3 separate regions of the Mus musculus genome follow, and all the other regions are linked to region 2. The links are chromatin contacts, called in public promoter capture Hi-C maps. All regions are on one chromosome and are shown on one strand. The core of a region is the stretch at or near the end of the contact, and the rest is flanking DNA. Distances in the headings are between cores, read along the strand shown.

Evidence for each region. Promoter capture Hi-C pulls out the DNA fragments that hold promoters and counts their contacts.
Region 1: a contact with region 2 is called in a promoter capture Hi-C map of pre-B cells. The contact joins the promoter of Dph6 here to the promoter of Lin7c in region 2. A contact is called at or near these places in 1 of 39 promoter capture datasets (pre-B cells) and 1 of 484 Hi-C or Micro-C datasets (CD4 T cells).
Region 3: a contact with region 2 is called in a promoter capture Hi-C map of pre-B cells, with 5 times the contacts expected there. The contact joins the promoter of Aqr here to the promoter of Lin7c in region 2.

The regions. Positions count from the first base shown.
Region 1 is chr2:114,653,194-114,657,265 of GRCm38.p6, reverse strand. It overlaps Dph6 (diphthamine biosynthesis 6), which reads left to right and starts at 2,302. Exons shown (of 9, transcript NM_025675.5): 1 at 2,302-2,435. The coding sequence starts at 2,413.
Region 2 is chr2:109,888,431-109,892,391 of GRCm38.p6, reverse strand. Lin7c (lin-7 homolog C (C. elegans)) reads right to left here and starts at 1,514. Exons shown (of 5, transcript NM_011699.3): 1 at 1,471-1,514. The coding sequence starts at 1,507.
Region 3 is chr2:114,172,809-114,176,779 of GRCm38.p6, reverse strand. It overlaps Aqr (aquarius), which reads left to right and starts at 1,441. Exons shown (of 35, transcript NM_009702.3): 1 at 1,441-1,688. The coding sequence starts at 1,614.

The DNA of each region.
Region 1 (4,072 bases), core at 1,053-3,552, 4.8 Mb before region 2:
TCCTGTCCTTATCTTTCAAGTCCTATACTACTCTAACTACCCATCAGTTCAATGGACTCAACTCCCAATGATCTTGTCATATGTATTACATAAATTGTTACTTTCAAAATTTCATAGGCTGAAAAGCATATGATTCATAATGTATAATTTGAATGCTTTATCTCTAACCAGACACCAACATCTCAAATACTTAATTGATTTGGTAAATAATTATAATCACAGATTATTTTTTGCACACACGATTATAATACTGATACTCATAGCAAATTATCAATGCCATGATGACGCATACCAACTATTTGGAGCCATTGAAAGCACTTGTAGTATGGCAAGACGGATTGCTAATGTGTATCCCACACAATGTGAGGTGTCTCACACATCCTACCTTTAGTTCATGATATTGTTCTCATTTCTCATGGCTTTCTTTAGTAACCCATATCTGTCTATTCAACTATATTGACTGTTTTAAAAATACTAATTCTTTTCATGTTTTGCCAAATCCATCATCTTGTTTTTAGATCACATCACATCATCTCTCCTGGAACATTAAAATAGATTTCTTCCCTAATAGATGTTTTCAACATTGCAGTGTTATAAGAACCTGTTGTCCTTATAAAACCTTCAACCATACCTGTGCTATAAAGTCTGAGATGGCCTACACCACCTTGGATGATCTTCTCTCTCCACCACCCAGACTTCATCTTCCATCATGCATTCTGGTTACTCTTCTCCAGTTACCTGTTCTTTTGTCATCAAACCTTCAGTTCAAAACCTGTGCCCAATTCATGTCCTGCCAGCAGTCTTTAATTAAAATACAATTTTAAAAGCCAGGTGAAGGGCTGGAGAGATGGCTTAGCGGTAAAGAGCACTGACTGCTCTTCCAGAGGTCCTGAGTTCAATTCCCAGCAACCACATGGTGGCTCACAACCATCTGTAGTGGGCATCCAATGCTGTCTAAGGCTGTGTCTAAAGGCAGTGACAGTGTATCCCACATGTATGAAATAAATATGGCCAGAACCAGCAGGCTGGAAAAAAAAAAGCCAGGTGAAAGTAGAAATCAGAAAGGGAGATTTATTCAACATGGATACATTGGGAAGACGGATTTTGGGAGTTTGGGCATTCACTGGAGATATATATATGTATATATATACATATATATATATATATATATATATATATACACACACACACACATATACACACACACACACACACATATATATATATATATATATATATATATATATATGTATTACATGTATATAATGTGTATATACATAGGCAGTGGTGGCGCACACCTTTAATCCCAGCACTCAGGAGGCAGAGGCAAGTGGATTTCTGAGTTCTAGGCCAGCCTGGTCTACAGAGTGAGTTCCAGGACAGCCAGGGCTACACATAGAAAACCTGTCTCAAAAAAAAAAAAAAAAAAAAATATATATATATATATATATATATATATATATATATACATTCTTTACATATGAATAATATTCAAAGATGTATATGTTTAAGTTAGTTTAACTCACCAATAATGCCACGTGTACCCTCTATTTCTGCATTTTTTTTCTGTCTCTCTCTTTCTCTCTCTTTTGGTACAGTATTTTTCACTTTAACATACAATTCTCTTTTTAAATTCTCTTCTTCCTACACCTCTACACAAACTCCTTGTTCATGGATGTAGGTAGGCATGGTGGTCTATATCGTACACCAGTTGATCCCAGGAGCTCCAAAGAGTGCTTAGTACATTCAAATAACTAAGTACTGGCAAACGTATTTTAAATTAGATTTTCGTTTTGCTTTCTGGAGTGCAAGTTTTTCAGTTTCTGTATTGGGAAAATGCAAAAACACAGTATAGGAGGCGGAGGTCATGTAGCCTCACTGGTTCAATGGGCAGAGATGCAAACCTCGAAGTTAAAAGTGATCAGGGGTTAGTGGGTTTTTTTTTTTGGAGGGGGGGTAGGAAGGGCGAAAAGATTTCTTTCTTGTAGTTGACGAAGAGAGGAGAGAGACTAAATCCCCTTTCCAAGGTAGTGTTTCAAATCTTAGAACTTGTGACTTTGAATTTACTACCCAGACAATCCCAGCACCCTCAAGCGGTTTACCAAGGACCATGCCCTTCCCTTGGCAGCTTCACTGCCCTTACTTAGGTGGTTAGGCTGTGCCTAAACTTTTTTCTTTTTGTAAATTCTGAGCCATATATCCATGTATCAGGGAACAGATGCTGAGACTACCTAGCCTCTACACCCGGGTGTTCAGCAAGGTGCTGAAGGGGCAGTAGGCATGGTCGAGGGCAGGCAGCGCAGCAGACACCAGGTCGAGGACCGCGCGTGTAGGTCCAGTCGCCGCGGGATCCCGGGCCTGGCGTCTGTGGTTACCGCACGCACGCACGTACGCACGCACACTGCGCCCAGAATGAGGGTCGCGGCCCTGATCAGGTAATGAGGACTGGGGCCATCGCTTTACTCTTGGGCAAGGCTATATCCTGACGCGGCCACTGTAGAAACATCCGGAGCCACTTCTTGGGGCGCCGCGTGGGCCGGCCGGCGCCACGGCCACCGGAAGAGGCGGGGCGATCTGCTCGGGCTCCCTGGCCCCACGCGCCTCCTCTCTGGCAGCTTGGCAAAGCTAAACAGCACTAATTCCTGGGTCCTCCTCCTCCTCCGTGGGCGCATGGTCACCACGCCTGTTGGACTTTTATTTGCTCTGAACTTTGAGAGCCGCTGTTAACTTCACTTACTTGTTAGCAGTTTTTGTCCTCTATAATTCTCCTCAGTCTTGATCCTTTCCAGGAAGGAGGATTGCAACCTCACTCTCTTCTCACATCTCTGGCTTGCCGGGAGAGCTGTAGGATCCCCTAGATGGTTTGAGATTGCTTTGCTCCTATGTTGTCAGACACCTCCGTTGGAACTCAAGCTACTGACAGATGTATTTCCTCCTGGTTGAGTTGAAAATAAGCTAGGTTTTTCTAGATGCTCTGGAGTGCGTTGGATACAAATTTGCCTTACTGACCCTGGGCAACCCAAGTCATATTCCAAAAGTAGTTTGAAATCTAGTAACTTACTTAAAAGCCCAGATACTATAGCTGATAAGCAGAGCTATCCTTGATCTGTTTCAGTGCCTGGCAGTGATAAGGGGCATAGCAATATTAGTTTAAGACCCTTAAGTGTATTGTTTCTTGAGATTTAGACCTCAAAAAAGTGTGAATTCCACTTTATTGCTACAGTCTCTTTTTGTTAGCCTAGTGAAGCACACGTACACATTTGTTGTTAATGCCCTAGGTAACTGATGCTAGTTGACAGTGGGTGACAGTCTAGGTAAGCCAGTTTCTCTAGTGGCAGGAAAATGCCAGATCTGTTGATTCTGTGCCATTTTAAGGAAATGAAAACCCACCATAATTTAATAAATTTTACACATAAAGGGAATAAAACTTTAACCATCACGATTATTTGGTGAAGAGAGATAAAAATTAAATGTGAGCCAGGAAGGCAGCCATGGAACTTAGTTTACCGAAGCTCAGCAGGGTAGTAAAACATGTGAAACTGGAGAGAAGAAAGTCTCAGTGGAGTGTGTTCCTCAAAACACTCAGTGGATAGGAATTTAGAGGTGCTGTTTGAGAAATTATACAATTAAAAGCTGTATATTAGGAAATAAGAATGCACAAAATAAATATACATGTACTGTGTATGATTGTGTATAACATGGCCATATATTTAAGCTTCAGTTTGATAAATCTGTGTGCATTGTGTACCCACATGCATGTATTTGAATTTGTGTGTACAACAGTTGATAGGGTATGAATGTATTTCCAGGACAAAATGAAACACATTCTTTTATATCACTAAGTCAAAGACTAAAAAAAACTCAAAAAAAAAAAAAAAAAAAAAGATGTCCTGTTGAATGGAAGCTTGTAGATTATCTAGGCAGGCTATTTTAAATTTATTCTGAAGCATAGAAACCCAAATATATTGTGATTGCATTGTCTGCCTTTGGAATCTTCTGCCCGATCTGGGCTGCATTGTCTAGTCTCAAGAAGAAGCACCTAATCTTATTGCAACTTGATATGCCAAGGCTG
Region 2 (3,961 bases), core at 265-2,764:
CTAGGTCTGTTAGAATTCTTGATCAGAATCGGACTTGACACCAACTGCCTTGCTTATCCTGCTAACTGGCAAAAACCAACTAGGACTTCATTCCTACCAATATTTTGAGCTTTCTACTGTTTAACTGAAAAACTTCCTAACAGCAAAAAGCAGATGTCAGAGGGAAAAGGTCCACATTTTGTGCTTCATTTAAAGATACAAAAGAACGCCATCTTGTTTGAAACTTGCAACTCTTCTGGTTAACACCAACAGATTTGTTCCTGTGTAACAATGTGTTCAAAGCACATTGACACCGTAGTACTTGAGGGGAAAATGACACAGCTGTAAGCCTACCTTATTCTTTCCCAAGCTACCCTGTCACAAACAAGTTCATTTATTTAAAAAGAAACAAAAGGCTCCCATGGTCACTACAATAAAAAGCAAAACGAATCATAATCAGCACAGTGTGTGAGGAAAGAGGTTCTATTACATACACAAATTTTATAAAATGATTTCCTTCTTGGACGATATTGAGATTATAATTGTGAATACTAAATATATGCAATGTCAAACTCCATCCCAGGCGATGTTTGCCAACAGCACTCGAAATGCTTAACTGGTACTTTCTGGTTACTATGACTACCGAATTGTACAAAGCTTGTTCCAGTTGTCTGAAATTTAAGTTGGGGCAGAACAGAGTACAATACTGGAAAGCTGCAACTGGACCCTGGGAGAGTCTTTTCACAGGCTTCTCTTCAATCGGGTTGGTTTTTCTTGGCTGTTTGCTCTAAGAAGCAATCAACCAACCAGGTTTCCAAGTGTAGGGTTTATGAGTATGGAATTGCATGGCACTTAAAAGTGACTTACAATCAAATCACTACTCCACCTAGTTATGTAATCTCCTTCCCAAGATCAAGTCAGTTGGAGGGTTTTTTTTTTGTTTGTTTTTTGTTTTTGTTTTTGTAAGCATCCTCTCCGTGGCTGGAGGGGTGCGAAAGTTAGGAAAGAGCAACTCAAAGCCCGGAGGCTGTGGTCACAGTACTGAAGGAGTCTGAGTTTTAAATGGGGGCGAGGGAGTTTCTGCGGGAATGTGTCTGTGTCGGCCAAGTGGCAGAACCAGGCCAAGAGGCCACACTGATCTGTTCGCGCACACTGACCGTAGACAGTGCCGGGCTGCGTGGTGGCCTCGGCTTTTAGGGTCTATGAAGCTGAAAGCCGATGCTGCGGTGCGGACCCAGGGAGCGCCCGTGCCTACAGCCGTGGGCAGGCCGCTGAGCCGTGCTGTGCCCGCCGCCAGCCTCAACGGCCGGCTCTGGCGAGCTTTCAAACGCCAGCCAGCGCCCCCCGCGAGCAGCGCCCGGCGCCGAGGCCGCCGAGGGCTTCCGGGGCTCAGCGTCCGGGTCACCTTGCCTCCGCTCCGGCCCGCAGGCAGAGCGGTTCGTAGTCTCGACCCGCCCCACCCACCGCGGCCGCGACCCCCGCCGCACTCACCCCTTTCCAGCCGGACAGGTTCGCCCAGCGCCGCCATCTTCTCTTCGGAGGTGCAGACCCACAGGAAGTGACGACAGAGGGGCCGCGGTGGACCAGGCCGAGAAAGCGGAAGGGCGAGGATGGTAGTAACGCGAGAGCTAGAAGGATGCGGGTAACTACGCAGAGCGGTAGCCGGGGACGCTTTGCGACCGACGGGTGGCCTCCTTTCGTGGGTCTGTGCTCGTCCACTTCCAACAACCTGAGGTTGAAAAGAACCGATGTCCCGAGTGTCCCCTGCCTCGGGGAAGTCAGGACCTTAGTTCCGGCCCTTACCCGACCGACGGCAGCCTCTGACCGTCTAGGCTGGTTTCCCCATGTCCGAGTCCTCTTATAAATTCTTAATATCCTAGCTTGATCTAATTTAAAAAATTTACAATTCGAATTTTATCTAAAACTCTCTTTGAGCAGAAAGGTGGGAAAAAAAACAACCGGGAGAGAACGCTTTGGTATACACGAAGTATTGTTTTTAGTTAGCCGATTCAAAATCTGCTTGTGAATGAAGGATGAAGCATAGATTTTGTTTTATGGGTACATTTTGTAATTTGTAAGAATTTTTATATTAATGGGTGTTTTGCCCTTATGTATATCTGCACCATTTACAAACCTGAGGCCACAAGAGGGCATCTATTCCCCTGGAACTGGAGTTACAGATGGTTGAGACCTGCCCTGTGGGTGTTGGGAATCTAACCCCAGGACCCCTGGAAAAGGAGCCAGTACTCCTAACAGCACTGTCTGTCATCTCCAGATCCTCATAGGGCCACTCTTGAAGACTTGGTGGACCCAAATATTTTTAGTCACTAATTTCAATGAAATAATTTTTGTGAAACTTGGATTTGGGTAGCAAAGATCATAGTCCAGTGTTAAGTTTGTAACACCTGCACGACAGGATTGTTTTAATAGCTGGTTGCAGGTGACCCATTCTTTCCGTTGAACTGCAGTTTTCTACATGTTGTTATTAGGTAGTTGAATCCCACCACTGGGCAGTAGCCTTCAAGCTTCCTCATGCTCCATACAAATGACACAGGTTTTCTTGGCTGACAGGAGCTATTCTTATGAGCTGGGGTTACACATTACTTACTTTTCCAGAGACTCGAATCTGCAGACTTGTACAAGCTACACAAATCTGAGCTTTATCTCTATCTTCTGCTCCTTTGGAGTAGTCTTTTTCCATGTCTTTGATGATAAACACACAAAAAATCCCAGAATTCCAGGCTTACGCAGAAGACCATAAAAGTTTCCAGAGAATAAAAGGTCACCTTCTAAGGACTAGAAATTGAAACAGGATGCACTTTCTTTCCTTAACACAGCTGGAAGGACTCTGCAAGCTATAAAACTGTTACAGAAAATTGAATAATTCTCAAACTAGAATTCCCTCCTTGTTTTCTAGAGCTTCCATAGTGAAGTATAACAAGCGGAATGTTTTAAAACCACAGATAATTGCCTCACAAATCTGAGAGCTACAAGTCAGGAATAAAGGTACTATGTTCATTTCTAATCTACAGGAACCCTTCCTTGTCTCTGCCTGGCTTTCTAGCAGTTTTCTGGAAGTCTCTGGTGTTCCTGACTTGTGCTACTCAGCATCTTAGTTAGGGTTTTACTGCTGTAAACAGACACCGTGACCAAGGCAAGTCTTACAAAGACAACATTTAATTGGGGCTGGCTTACAGGTTCAGAGGTTCAGTCCATTATCATCAAGGCAAGAGCATGGCAGCATCCAGGCTGGTATGGTGCAGGAGGAGCTGAGAGTTCAACATCTTCATCTGAAGGCTGCAAGTGGAAGACTGACTTCCAGGCACTTAGGAAGTTGCTGTGATAGCCCACACCCACAAGTGACACACCTACTCCAACAAGGCCTCACCTGCCTCAACTGAGCCATACCTTCTAATAGTGCCACTTCCTGGGCAGAACATATGCCAACCATCACACTCAGTCTTTGTTTTCATACTCACATGGCAGTCTCACTATTATTTTCGTCTGAGCATTTTCTTAGAAGGAGACCAGTCCTATTAGACCAGGGGAGGAGACCAGGGGCCTACTCTAATCCAGTATGACCTCAGCCTAAGCTACATAAACAGTGTGCTACTACCACTGACTTATGATTCTCAGGTATGTGTGGTTTTTTTAAAGGGAAGGAGCCAACTTATTAAGCTGATAAAATTATCAGGAGAGAAGTCATACTGAAAGACGTTTTAGGGGGCATGGGTATAGCTCAGTGGTTGAGTATTTGTCTAGCATGTCTGATATCCTGGGTTAACCCCCAGCCCCACAGTTTCATACTAAACATATAAATTCTTCTAAAAAATTACTTTCCATACATACTTTCTCAAAAGCAACTAGGAAACATGCTCCATCAGAATTAGGAAGTTATATTGCCGATGTAGCTTAGTGACAGAGCAGTTGTCTCAGCACTCAGAAAACAGAACCAATTAAGACGACCCTAGAATACTTGTTT
Region 3 (3,971 bases), core at 192-2,691, 4.3 Mb before region 2:
GCAGATGGGTATATATCACAAATTAAGAGAGAGAGAATGGTGTACCAGTCTACTGCCTATATTCCTCTAGAGAGGACTTACTAGAGATAACTGTTCAACCTATGTATGAGTTTGTAAATGGGATGGGTGTGCTAACCCAAGAATTATAAAATAAGTGACCAAATAAGAACCAGGCTAAAGTTTTAAACAGTTATTTCCCTAGTGAGGATAAAAGCATAAAACTCACAAGAAGTTGTGAGTTCAGCATCATGGACCATTGGAGGAACATGAATTACACCTATACTGTGATGTACCACATACGTAGTATGCCTAAAACAACTTTAAAAACTATCCATATTAAAAGTCGGTAAGGGAAAGAAGACAACACAAGTCTCAAATGTTAGCAAGGCACAACTGCTTTGGAAAGACAGACATTTCTTAAAATGGCAAACATACACCATTGAATGTGTTGCTTCAGAGGAAATGTATGTCTACATAATGACTTAGAATCGCCTGTAGAGGACTTTCTTGTAGTAGTCAGCAACTAGAAACAATCTAAACGCATATCAACATATTACTAAATTTATGGATTGTAGTATGTCTGAAAAGTTGGCTATTATTTAGCAATACAACTGAATCAGTGACTGATATGAACAACACAGATGCATCTCAAAATAATTTTGAGTGACCAAAAAAGAACATATTCTAAAATGTATGTAAAATAGTTTCTTTTTAAATTTTATTTTTACTTTTATTTCATGTGAATTGGTGTTTTGCGTGCATGTATGTCTGTGTGAGGGTGTCAGAGCCTCTGGACCTGGAGTTACAAACAATTGAGAGCTGCCATGTGGCTTCTGGGAATTGAACCCAGGTCATCTGGAAGAGCACCTGGTGCTCTTAACCGCTGATCAATCTCTCTTTTATTCCTCTGCAAATTTGCATAAAGTTTATATAAAATTCTGTAGTTAACAGTGACCCAGAGGATCCATGATAGTAGAAGACTGTGTGAGAAAAAGGGGTGATAGGTTGAAGGCAGAAGGACACATAGTAACTTTTAATGGCTTTGGGTAATCTCATTGCCATGATTCTGGTGATACAATAATAGATAGACAACTATTTCAAAGTGTATTAAGTTTTACACTTGGTTTATGTTTATTGTATGGCAATCAGTACTTCCAGGCAGTTTTTGAAGTCACACGGTGCCTCAAATTCTAAGAGTATGGGTTTTGCTTTTTACTATATTTTTCTTTAGCGTTCAAATAAAGTCGACATCCTATTCTTTCAACTCCCACCTTTATTAATCACATTCAACACATCTTTCAGCCCCCTCTCTCCCTATGACCCAATCCTACACGCTGTATGTTATCTTTCTTCCTTCCACTAGGGGGCAATAAAGAGACAGGTAAAGGCAGCCTACTTTCTAGCTCAAGCTTAACTCTTGCCTTGACTTCCGGGCCCACTAGTTCTGCTTCCGGGGAACGCCGGGACTTCTCAGGTTCCGGGAGGAACCGTGGGAGCCCAGCGTGTCTGTGCCGGGCGCTCTGGCACCTCGGGGCTGGGTCGCCGCCGCTGCTTGAAAGCTTTCGAGAGTCGCCGCTACGAGCCTCTGGTCAGCTTCAGTGGCGATCGCTGCGATGGCGGCTCCTGCGCAGCCCAAGAAAATCGTGGCCCCCACGGTGTCCCAGATCAACGCGGAGTTCGTCACTCAGGTGAGCCCCGGCGTGCCCGCTTGTGTAAGGAGGGATGCCGAGGACCTAAAGCCCGGGATTGGGATTGATTTTGATATCTTGTGTACGTGCAAGTTGCTAGTTAAACATTGGAAAAGCTGCAGTGAAAGAGGCCGCTCCTCGTTAGACCACAAAGCGTGCTTCTGAATTGTATTACTCTGACAAGACTCTGTCTACAAGTAGATCGCTCTATGGCAGTTAATTGTCATTATAACCTTTCATTTAGGAGACAACAGAGCCAATTCCGGGCCTGTAGCCTTTCACATCCTTGTTAATTCTTAGGAAATTATTGAGAGTGTAAGTGCGGGAAAATTTAAGCCCTCCCGCGCCTCTTCTGGCTCCGCAGATTTGTCAGGGCAGAAGCCTAGAAACTGTTTCCATTCGCTTAGCCCCAGCATGTCTACACAGTGTTTGTCTGTATTTCTGGACCTCTCTCGCCCAAAGATGCCTTCCCCACTAAGACTTGTTGATCTGTCATATTTCCTCTTGCCCTCCTGCAGCCTGTTCTTCAGATTGCTCCAGAGTGCTCACTGGTGCAAACCTGCTCACATTACTTGTCTTCCTACAGTGTCCCGTAAACAATTCTGATTGTCCCTGGGATAATGACTGGAATCTTTGAAAGTGCTGTGATCTGGCCTATGCTTTTACCCAAAGTGCCCTTCCTTTCTTCTTTCCTCCCTTCCTTTCTCTCTGTACCTGTCTGTCTGTCTCTCCCTCCTTTCCCCCCTAATTTTATGCTTTTATGGCTATAGCTGCGGTTACTTGAATATGCCATGGTAACTAAAAAGTGGATCCTGTTAACTTGGTTTTCTTTATTTTCATCCTTTTATACAATATTAGAGAGGCTATCCCGACTTCTTAACCGCATTAAAGCTAAATGCAGATAAGTACACAGTTTGAGAAAGAACACAAAAACAGTCCAGGCAAGTGCTGATACCTTAAAGTTTGAATGTAAAGAAAGAGCTAGAATGACAGGAACACATGAACCGAGAGGGAAAGTGCGGAGGAGAGATGGTGCCTGTCTTTCATTCCCAGCATGTGAGATGTGAAGACAGTGGGGAATGGAGTTCAAGGCTAGCCTTGTCTGTTTTGAGGCCAGCATAGGGTTCACAAGAAAGTTTTCACATTGTAGAAGGTCTCTTATAAAGTCTGCTGATTGTAAGATATTGAGCTGTAAATGAAAAGAACACACAGGTACCATCTTCTCTGTTTCACTTCAATGAGGATGAATAATCAGTGAAATGTTTATAATACAGAAATAGAAGAATATATTGAAACTGTTTACAACCTGAAAGATGGAAGCGTTAGTTGTCCGTTAGTGTTGCAGAAGCTTCTTGGAAGAAGAACACTTCAGACGTGGTTTCATTTGTCCGTTCATCTTTCTGTCTGTGTGTCTGTCTAGTGATACACCAAGCATTGAAGTCTACCAGACAGTGCAGTTACCTATTAAAAAATGTGCTCCCTAGAGTTTCTGGTTTTTTAAAAAGAGATTTTGTTTTGTTTTTAAAAATCAGTAAGAACTATTTTGTTTTTCAATTTTAATTTTTAATTATGTGTTTGGGGTGGGGTGGTATGTGCTGGTGAGTGCAGTTATCTGTGGAGGACAGAAGAGGCTGTCAGTTCCCTAGAACTGCAGTTGGAGAGAGTTGTAAGTCACTCAGGATAGTACTGAGAATACAATCAGGCCCTCTGGAAGACCAAGTACACTTAACTGCTGAGCCACTTCTTCACCCCCAGTCTATGTTTCTTAACAGTTGTATAGTCCACTTCAAATTCTGGAGAGATTATATATATATGTATTTAAATTTCTAAGCAAAGCTTGACCTGCTAAAATATACAACACCAACTTCTAATAATCAGCCTTTCTACTCCATTTCTTAATGATTTTTGTCTACTTATGTCTGGGTATAGTAGTCATTTAAAGGCTTATTTCTTTACATATCAACATTAATGAATATTTTGAAACTGTTTTTAAATATTTAGTCAACTGATGACTAACTAACCATGGGCAGCTCACTAAATCTCTTGAGCTCTGGATTTCCTTATGACTGGACCAAAAAATGTTTTACTCTGATTATAGACAAGCCAGGGGCTTGGGATGCTTGGGTGTTTTGAGCATCATGGTGGCCAGTTACCACACTAAGCATCACTGGTATTTATTGGATTGTGGCCAAGGACGATAACTAAGTGGTACGCCTGTATGGTACCTTTAAAATTGTCCAGTTAGTTCTCCAGTCCTAGCTCTGTGCTAAGAAGCAGCTTTGC